Regions from separate parts of the Mus musculus genome. Here region 1 is linked to region 2. The links are chromatin contacts, called in public Hi-C maps. All regions are on one chromosome and are shown on one strand. Each heading gives the region's core, a stretch centred on a gene start, on an enhancer-like site or on the middle of the called end of the contact. The rest is flanking DNA. Distances are from core to core; before and after follow the strand shown. Region 1 overlaps Macrod2 (mono-ADP ribosylhydrolase 2). Region 2 overlaps Macrod2 (mono-ADP ribosylhydrolase 2).

The links. A called contact is a pair of places that touch in the nucleus more often than the background predicts.
Region 1: a Hi-C map of cranial neural crest shows a contact between it and region 2, with 2.4 times the contacts expected there. The contact joins two enhancer-like sites. A contact is called at or near these places in 3 of 484 Hi-C or Micro-C datasets (cranial neural crest, nephron progenitors and pancreatic cancer cells).

Annotation. Positions count from the first base shown.
Region 1 is chr2:142,056,669-142,061,731 of GRCm38.p6, forward strand. All of the region lies in intron 8 of Macrod2 (mono-ADP ribosylhydrolase 2), which reads left to right. Among named protein-coding and RNA genes, the nearest start is that of Gm25583, 420 kb to the left of the region's middle. Within about 2 kb of position 1,978, at least 39 of the 459 cell types and tissues checked have an H3K27ac peak or open chromatin away from gene starts, as enhancers often do.
Region 2 is chr2:141,873,273-141,878,316 of GRCm38.p6, forward strand. The region is part of intron 8 of Macrod2 (mono-ADP ribosylhydrolase 2); the gene reads left to right. Among named protein-coding and RNA genes, the nearest start is that of Gm25583, 240 kb to the left of the region's middle. Within about 2 kb of position 3,384, at least 24 of the 459 cell types and tissues checked have an H3K27ac peak or open chromatin away from gene starts, as enhancers often do.

The DNA.
Region 1 (5,063 bases), core at 728-3,227, 180 kb after region 2:
CTGATGCTGTAACGAATATCAGAGAGTAGGCTACCTGATCAACAGACAAATTTTTTTTTTAAAGATTTATTTATTTATTATATGTAAGTACACTGTAGCTGTCTTCAGACGCACCAGAAGAGGGCATCAGATCTCATTACGGGTGGTTGTGAGCCACCATGTGGTTGCTGGGATTTGAACTTCGGACCTTTGGAAGAGCAGTCGGGTGCTCTTACCCACTGAGCCATCTCACCAGCCCCAACAGACAAATTTTTGTCCATGTATTTTGGATGCTGGAAGTCCATGGTCAAAATGGCAGCAAATTCTTTTCCTGGCAGGTTCCTAATTCATCATTTCAATCTCATTGTGTCCTCAAATGGAGAAAAAGAGAGGAAGGGAGCTGACATCTCTGTGGCTCTTTTGGTGGAGATGAAAATCTCATCACTGTAACCCCAATATCAAGGCACATCTTAGCCGAATTACCTTAGTCCTACCTCCTAACACTGCGAGATTAAGGATCAGCACCCCTCACATGAACGTCCAGGAAGCACTGATGCAAAGCCAGCCAAGTCCCCAATTCTTGTTCATTGGTCATCCTGACCCACAGAGGGATTCCAAATATTGTCATTACCTTTTCACAACCAATGTCATAAACTATACAAAAGAAACAACCGCCTCCAGTTTCCCGAGATAGATAGTTATCTTTTTAAGGAAGCAAATAATTATTTAGTGTTAACCTTCAAGGTTGTTAATATTTCATTAAAGTTATCAGCATTCATCTCCAAGAATATGCTATAGGGACTTCCTCAAAAATATTTCAGAATAACTCATTCATATAATTCTGTTCTTTAAAGGATCATTTTATTTGGTTTACCATTCCAAAGATATGGATACTAAAAGTTTGCCCCTATGGACACCCACTAATTCCTTAATGGGTACTTCCTCTAAAAACTTAATATATTCAAGCACCAAAGAGAAGAATACTTGTGACTTTAAATATTACTAATGGGAGAGAAGTAAAAATAATTGTCATTTAATTATAGAAATGTGTACTTTGATGCACAAATGCATGATAGAGGATAATGACTACAGACTTGGAAAATATTCTTTGGCTGCTGGGGACATTAGACAATAATTTACATGTTTAATTGAGTTTCTGTGAAAGGCTCATTGTGCAATTACATGTTCACTTAGGTGCTCAAATAGATACTGAGTACCGGTGTTTCACTTGTACCTATTTGCCCAAATTGCAGCTGAAGAAAAAAATGGGTCCGTTTATTCATGTGTGGGACTCCACATGTGCTTGCATTTTTACCTTGTGCTACAAATGCCTCCCGCCTTAAGGTTGATGGCTTCGCCTTGCTCCGAGCACTATTGCAGTGCAGACTATTTATGGAACAATATTGCCCTCTGGCAGTGAGGCAGCCAGTGGTTTTAATAACTGTTTTATGTCATTTTGACAGCTTCTAAACTAGTCACACCCAGCAGTTTAAGCCAGAAGGGAGACATCAAGGAAAGCCTGCAGGAGTTTTATATTACAAACCTTGTATGCACGTTTATATTAGGAAAGTGCCACATCTCTTGCTGTAAAGGAAAGCTGCCTCCCCCAAGAGGGAGACTGAAGGGGTTTTTTTGCCTCGGTAAAGCTTCAGAAATGTGCAAATAATAATGCAAGTGTTGTGCTCACCGAACAAGCAGGGAACAGATCCCTGTCCCTCCGAGAAAGCCCTGTGATCCACAAAGATCCCCGTAAGCTGATCAAACCCGGCTTCCTGGAACTTACACTCAGACACTCGTGGAATCAAAAAGGACTGTGGGGTCGTTATCTGGCTGGTCCTTTGGATTGAGTTATCTTGAGGAGTGTCACGGCTTTGCAAAATGATCCAGAGCTGTTCAATGAAGCTAGAGAAATGAAGGACTTGGCCACAGGCCCCCCATTCTTGGAGGGCTTTCTCGGCTGCCACTCAATCATTCAGGCAAAGAGGTTGCCAAAGGAGAGCCAGGTGGGCTTTGCCAGCTGGGACTGGCTTTGGAGGGGGGGTGGGGATTCTGCTATGTTTAGTAGAGCAGCTTCCTGAACAGCTGAGACAGGCATAGCTCAGTAAGCACCCATCTTTCCAGCCCAGTGCTTGCTGCTAAAGCTTTTTCCGGATTGGCAAAAGCAGCCCACTTTGTGTAAACCACTGTAGTGGTAAAACCAGGCCTTGCTCAAGTGACAACAAGCATCTTCTCACCCTGCAGTGGGACCAATCATCCTCACAGGAGAGTGCAGGGAGAGGGGGGTAGGAAGGCTTCTGGGCTGGAAGGGATGAAAACACAAATAGGCATGAAAGGAGCCTATAATCTCAGCCCTCAGGAAGGAATAAAAAGGGGATCTGAGTATGACCAGGCTAGCTCTTAGCCAAAATGGAGAAACTCGAGATTCAGTTAGAGAGCATACTTGTAAATAAGGAAGGCATCTGTGTTAACTTTGCCACCCCCCCCCCCATACAGGCATACACAGGTGCATACACCTGTGCGTACATATACGTACCACAAATGCATGCACACACAAACAAGGATAGCAAGAACATTACTGGAAAAAAATGAAAGGGAAATAACTGCTAAATATAGAAAGATGAATCTAAATGGATCCTAAAAAGAAATTATACTGAAATAATCAAACATCTATAACAACTAAATTTATTACTTGTAATTATTAGGTAAAAATTGAACTTTTATGACATGCTCTTTCCGAAATAAGTCAAATTGTTACTCAGAAACATCATCAATGCAAAAAAGGGAAGAGTTTATCTCGGTAGATAATTAAGGTAATTATTTTATTTGCATAAGAAATAAACACAAATAGCTCCAATTAGCTGATCAGTTGAGGGGAGAAAGGCAAGGAGGCCTATTTTAGCCAACCCAGGAATATGCATCATAAAAATAGATCCACACTTTCTTTTCTTACAAGCCATGAGAGCCTCAACCATGACACTAAACAAAAAATGAAAGAAATATGGAGACAAGTTTAGAGCAAGAGAGTATTGGGTGCCTGTTTCAAAGATGATCCAACTAAAGCTGGAGTGCCACCACAGAGAGCCTGTCCCAGTCATATGCAATCACTCCACAGTCGGTCTTCCCAAACAATTTAGTTTCCAATTGTTTCCAAAGAAATAGCACTTAGAAGAGAAGTACCTCATGTTCTCTTCTGTCCTTGTTAGGGTTTCCTGCTATGAATAGACACCATGACCAAGGCAACGCTTATAAAGACAACATTTAATTGGGGCTGTTTATACAGGTTCAGAAGTTCAATCCTGCTATGAATAGACACTATGACCAAGGCAACGCTTATAAAGACAACATTTAATTGGGGCTGTTTATACAGGTTCAGAAGTTCAGTCAATTGTCATCAAGACAGGAGCATGACAGTGTCCAGGCAGGCATGGTGCAGGAGGAGCTGAGAGTTCTTCATCTTTATCTGAAGACCAGTAAGAGAAGGCTGGCTCTGTTGGTCTCAGGAACCAGCATGGCATATTGTCTCTGAATGCAATGACATCATCACATATAGGCAACAGGGACCCAAGCATCTGTTGCCGTGGCAACCACCATACATTCCCAGAATCCACTTGGCTCACCTCCCAACTTTACCTGTGAGCAGCTATGCCAAAACCGGAATAAAAGGCAGACCCTTCTGACCTCCCTCCTCTCTCTGTCTCTGTTTCTCTTTTATCTTTGTCACTACCTTTGCCCTCTCCCCCCACAATAAACCCCAGATGAAATTGTATTGGCCTGGTATGGTCTGGCTAAGAGCTAGCCTGGTCATGCTCAGATCCCCCTTTTTTTCCCCCTCCTGAGGGCTGAGATTACAGGCTCCTTTCATGCCTATTTGTGTTTTCATCCCTTTCAGCCCAGGAGCCCTCCTACCCCCCTCTCCCTGCACTCTCCTGTGAGGATGATCGGTCCCACTGCAGAGTGAGAAGATGCTGGTTGTCTCTTGTATTCTAACACAACAGGCTATCACATGGTTACAGGAGGGTCTCATTGCCCACCCCAAAATGACACACGTCCTCCACAAAGTCCATACCTACTCCAACAAGACCACACTTCCTAATAGTGCCACTCCCTAGGCCAAGTATATTCAACCCACCACACCTACCAATGGCTGCTGGGAGTCTCCACCTGTCCTAAAATTTTCTATAAATTTCCCTCCTCCATGAGTACCTTTCATTTTACATTCCCCTTTTCAAAAGCCATGGGGGCTGAGCCAAGAGCAACACAGAATGATATGTGTTCTATAACTTTTATTTTATTTGGCTTGGTCCATGCTTATGGGCACAAGTGACATGCTTCATGTCTAACAGCAAAACTTGGAAGAGAAATTTGCATATGGTAACTTTGACTGAGAGAAGAAAAGCTTGAGCTGTTTTAAGACCCAATTAATGGTAACAAAAATAATGATAAAAATTATAATAATGTCAATGATGTTAACTGATATTATTTCATAGGAGTACAGAGTAACTAGAATTCATAAGGTATACTTCTCAATAGCCAACATTCTTTGAAGAAAATGTATTTCTACTATACTCCTGTAGGAAATAAGGGCAGGAAAGGTTACCCTACTCAAGGGTCAGTGCTAGCCCTCAAATTCATGTTTTCTCTGATTGTGTCTTATTATTTGACTGGTTGAGTCTTAGGTGAGCTGTGGCAGGTGGTATTATGGACCTTATGAAATTTTAGAGTCCCTCCTGCTAGAGCAGGAGATGATGTTTTCCTACCTACTCTGATCTTAGATTGGACCATGTGACTTGTCTCAGCCAATAGAAGAAGCAGAGGTGATAGCTTGAGGGAAGCCCTCAGTCCAGGCACTCATAGATGCTGCTGACTCCGTCTGTCTTTGGTGCCAATCATAGAAATAAAAAGGATGTGGCCTGTCAGGTGGGGGAGTGAGGACAAATGAGAAAGCTCCCTGGTGACTTGCTAAGTAGACCTTAGAAAATCCAAACCGCATTGTGATATTTCTGTCATCTGCATTTTAACACAGTTCTGTACTCTCTGAGGACTCCTGTCTTCGGCCTTCAGTAACAAACTCCCATTCACCTGTT
Region 2 (5,044 bases), core at 2,134-4,633:
AAAATAAAATAAAAAAGAAAAGAAAAGGGGAGTTGGGCTTAATTTGGTATAACTGTTAGAGTATTTCTTGCTCTTTGAGCTTGTCTGAATTTTGTTTTAAGCCCTAGGAGACTAGCATCATTGGATATATCTCTACATCTTGCTTGTTTATTCACCCTAAAGTGTTCTGTCTTGGAGCATCATCTTTGTATTCCTGTGAGTAACCAATCAGAAAGCAGAGTTATGGACATGAGTTTAAGATAGCAGTCAATTAACATATGACCAAGCATACCAGCCAGTGTTAGAAATGATACTTAAATATGCTGTGCAATTTCCACCCATACAGTCAGATATCAAGATACTCAAGAAAGTTCATCAAATCCAGGCAAAGCCAGCATGATCAGGCTGGGATGCACAGGCAAGGTAGTTTTAGTTGTCTCATAAACTCTTTACCACTACCACTGCCACCACCCCCACTGCTACCACTTCCACCATGACCACCTCCACCTCCACCGCCACCACCACCATCACAATCACCACTATCATCAGCTCATCATTCATTCTGATTATCCAATTGTACTCTCCTAGATACTCTGCTTCATCTATCTACCTTCTACCTTCTGGTGTGTGGCCTCTGCAGCCCTGGCAGAAGATTCCCCCCTCAGCTCTGAAACTGTAGATCATCCCTATTTTGCTTCGTGTTGGCCCATAGAGTACTGCGTCTAATAAACTTGCCACAGCACTGCAGTTCTCCTCACCCAATCATTGAAGAGTACTTTTGCCTTTGCTGGAATACATGATACTCTCTCTCTCTATTGAGTTGGCTGTACTTTTTAATACAAAGTACAATAGTGTAATAAAAACACAACCAACAATTCTACATCATCATTTATTTGAGATAAAGAGATAGGCAGATTTTTTTTCTGTGTAGACAATAACTAGTTAATTGACCATCAAAAATAACAGTTTTGCTTGATCATTTCAAAGTGCTGAATTCCCTAAACTATTCAGTGTGCTATGAGGCTAGGAACACACTTTCCTTTTGATTATAACATGCTAAAAGTTTTCATATGGATGTGGGCAAGATCTTGCATCTATTTGGTAATAGTAGTGAATAAAGGTATTAAGTGGACATCGGTGTTAATTAAAACCACCTAAGTGATAAGATTTAGATGGTAGAGTAACCCTTGGTCGCCAGGCCTCTTGTTTTTTCCAGTAGATTCCACTGATGACCATGTCGCTGTAGATTGCTCATTTCACCTGAGGATCTGTCATGTAGCATTCATCTTCTTCCCCTCCCTGTGAGTGACATGCTAGGAGGACACTTTTAACTAGGATTGGTTTAAAGGCAGTTGCTTAATATATGCCTACTGTATACTGGATACCATTACAAGCTCGGTTTAAACCTGTCATGCAACCTCCTGTCAATTCTATGTGATTAGAATAACTAAGATAAAAAGATCAAAGAGCCAGACATCAAGACATCTAAACCTGAGAACCTTTAGTGCATAAAACCAACGTTAATTGAATAAAATACATATAATGTTTCTTTTTAGTTTAAATCTTGAATCTCTGACATTATTTAAGATCAAAGTGGATTTTCACTTGTTCCATGCCCTCCTATATTCTACGAAGTCTCTCTACTCTATAAAATGAGAGCTTCTGCCAGTTCTTGCAGGAACTAGAGATAAAGAGCTCAATTTTCCCCTTTAATCTTTAGCAAAGAAATGACTGGTTGTATGGTACAGAGTTACATTACTGGTCCTTATTCCATTGTTGGTAAGCATTGTAGTAAGCAACACCTACCATGTGTGCTTAATTCTTTTGGTCTCACAGGGTTATTAAGGCTGAGGCTGACAACTAGTTTGATGAAGTTCCTTTTTGTTTTGTTTCTTGTTTGTTTGTTTTTTTAAACTTGCAGTCTTGCAAACCCAGTTCTCAGAACTTATGCCTTCAAAGGTGTAAGTATGGGCACAATGTCCATACTTAATGCTTGCCTCAAACTTCCATTTTCCAGTTGTCTTCCCGGGAAATGGATGCATTAATCCCAAAGTCTTAGCTTGCTTCGTTTTATTCCTGGCTTATTCTTTGTAGGTTCACCATAATTTTTCCACTTCACACGTTAAGATTTTATTTAATGAATTACAACCAAGACATCATGACTATAATGCAAGTTACTTTCTGCCTTAAACACTAAGATATTGGTCACAAAATAAATTAAATCAGCATGTAGATATTTTTGCTATTATAAAGAAGTCCATTGAGGGGTTAATGTATAGGTGGATTAGCAGTCAAGAACATTTACTGTTCTTTCAGAGGACCCAAATTTGGTTTCCAGTATACCAGTATCCATAGATAGGTTGCTCACAACTGCCTGTAACTCCACCTCTAGGGGATCTAACATCCTTTTGTGGCCTGCACACATACATATGCACATGTGTGCACATGGGCATATGCACACACATGTATACACACATACATGTGTCCACACCAAAGTACATGCATACATACATATACATTTATAAAAATAAAATTTAAGAAAAAAAGACTTTTATTCCATTTTGTTCCTGTTTTCCTGTTCCTGGTGGGTGGACAGCCTGCAGAATGTTAGGGCAGAGGCATAGGAAATCCAAGTTTGCCTCTAGTTCCACATGTTAATGGCTGAAGTAACTAGTATTAGTTATGTAACCATCCTCCCCTTCAGGCCAATCTTCCATCTGAAAAAATTAGGGAAGAAATGAAACATTTCTTCATAAGGTTCAAACAATTCTTCTACACTGAATATGACTGAATTGATCATTCATCTTCAAGGAACAGATGTGACATTCATGCCTGAATCTGTTCGCCTGATCATTAAAGCATGACCTAAAAATTAGTCAAATCTGGCATTTTTTTTCTGGACACATCTTTTTTCTGTTTTCCAATCTTGGACACATAATTTTGCTCCCAAATGAGTCTGGTTTACGTCTTAAAGAGAGGGGCAATGGATTGGGCAAAGGGCAAGGACTAAACCAGACGATCAAAGCCACCTAACTCCCAGATGGCCTGATCTAAAAGGCTGCAAGTATTTCTTGCTTAAATTGCATGCCGAAAAGCAGGGGATATTTTAGGAATCTAGAAGAGGATACAGTGTTGAAGATGCTAATGCTTTCAGCACTGTCGAGAACAGCAGAGGTCAGACTTCTTTACTGAGCCAGGGAGTGACTTAAGAGAAGGCTGACTTCCTGCCCTCATCAGGGTCCATTTATAGCACCGTGGTTGCTATTGTCTGAACACCCTTCTTCTTCAAAGTGTTGGCAAATTGGACGAACTCTCATTATGCTTTAGACTGCAGTGAGCATGAATTATGCAGTCGACTTCAACACTTCCCAACAGCATGTGCAAAGTGAACCAGAAAGATAAAGAGAGCGGGCTTTCCTCCAGAATCGGTGGATTTGCTCAGCTTTGGAATTTTGCTGACAGTCTGTGAGGTTATCACTTCCTCCCACTTCAGAGCTGAGCCTCCCATTTGGGCTCTTTGATTGGACTGTGTTCAGACATCCTCGATTTTACTTGGTGCCTGAAGACTAAATTCACTGGTGACCTTTCCTTGTCAGGCAACATCATTTGAGTACTTTATCTGTCCTTAGTAGGGTGTCATCTTTATTGTTTGTGAAAATAAAACCTTTCTCTAAAATGAAGAGAGGTGAAATGTAAGGAATAGAGAGGCTTGGGTGGAACTTTAGAAAACACTGTGCCTACGGTTATTTTATGCTGAGTTATTTATCAGGAAAGCTTCATTAGATAAGCCGCACTATGTTGTAAGCCTTTGCTCTTTCTCTATAGCCACATGAGCCTGGGGAATTAAAATCAGAACAGAGCCCTCCACTGTTTTCACCACACTGCTGCATCACTGTTTGAATACTGTGTGGAATAAGAGGCAACTCTTTAGCTGGTCCCAACAGTGGCACATATATTTTTCCTGGCTCAGTGTTCTGTGCTGCTGGGGTGACTCAGCATCAAGTCAAGCTTCCTTTATTTCCAGAATCTATTTCTCTCTTACCATTGGAGACAAGATGGTCCTAATGAAATTATAAACATAGAAATTGTATTCTGAAGTATAGACAGTCAACCTACAAAGTGTCTATAGTGACATTTTTACATTTCTGTATGACTAATGCCTAATGGCCCAACCCCAGCCTCATAATGCACAGGGGTTTTTGTTTGGTTGGTTTGGTTTTTCTTTCTTCTGTTTTGGGGTGGTGTTTGTTTGTTTGTTTGTTTGGTTGGTTGGTTGGTTGGTTTATTTCTAGCTTTGCCTGTCTTGATGCGATTGCAAGAGATGTTGAGAGCCCACAGCTGAGATCCTGACCCCTTTTGGAGTCAGGAGCCTTCATAGAAGCATGTGATATGGAAATGAAACCCATGTGTGAACGCAGAGTTAATGACTATGAAAAAAGGACTATTTCCCACCACATTTCTAGCCAGCAGCTATGATTAGCAGCATATAAGCTTTCCAGATCCCCTAATGTCCTTTAACTATATCTAAGCAGAGAGATTCTAAAATATCACATTGTAGATGCATGTCAGAAAGGAAATTCCTAATGAAAGGTATCATGCATGCTACAGGGTTGTTGGAGTTCATTGCCATCTTTTCTAAGCATACATTTCTAAATATTTCAGGAAACAGCAACTTTTCTGATGTCTTTATTCACTGGGATGACTAAGGCAAGTGTTACTATAGCCCCGCTGCTTTAACAAATAGCTGTGTGGTAAGGCACATGTCAAATCAGTGTTGTATCTATGCTTTGATGGGAACTTCCTCCTTGACATAGACCAAAATCAGCTCTTGGAACTGTGAGCTATTTACTAATATAATAGAGACGTGTTGAACTTGGGCACAGACTCTTCACCCCCCCCCCCCACCACCATTCACATGAGTTTGGTTGGAGCGGTTGAATGAGTAACCGAAAACACAAAGAACATCACAGTTTTCCTGTCAGGTTTGGTGGCAACATAAATAATTTGATGAGAATATAAGATAATGTTTCTCATATGACAAAGTATGAGAACCAGATAAGAAGAA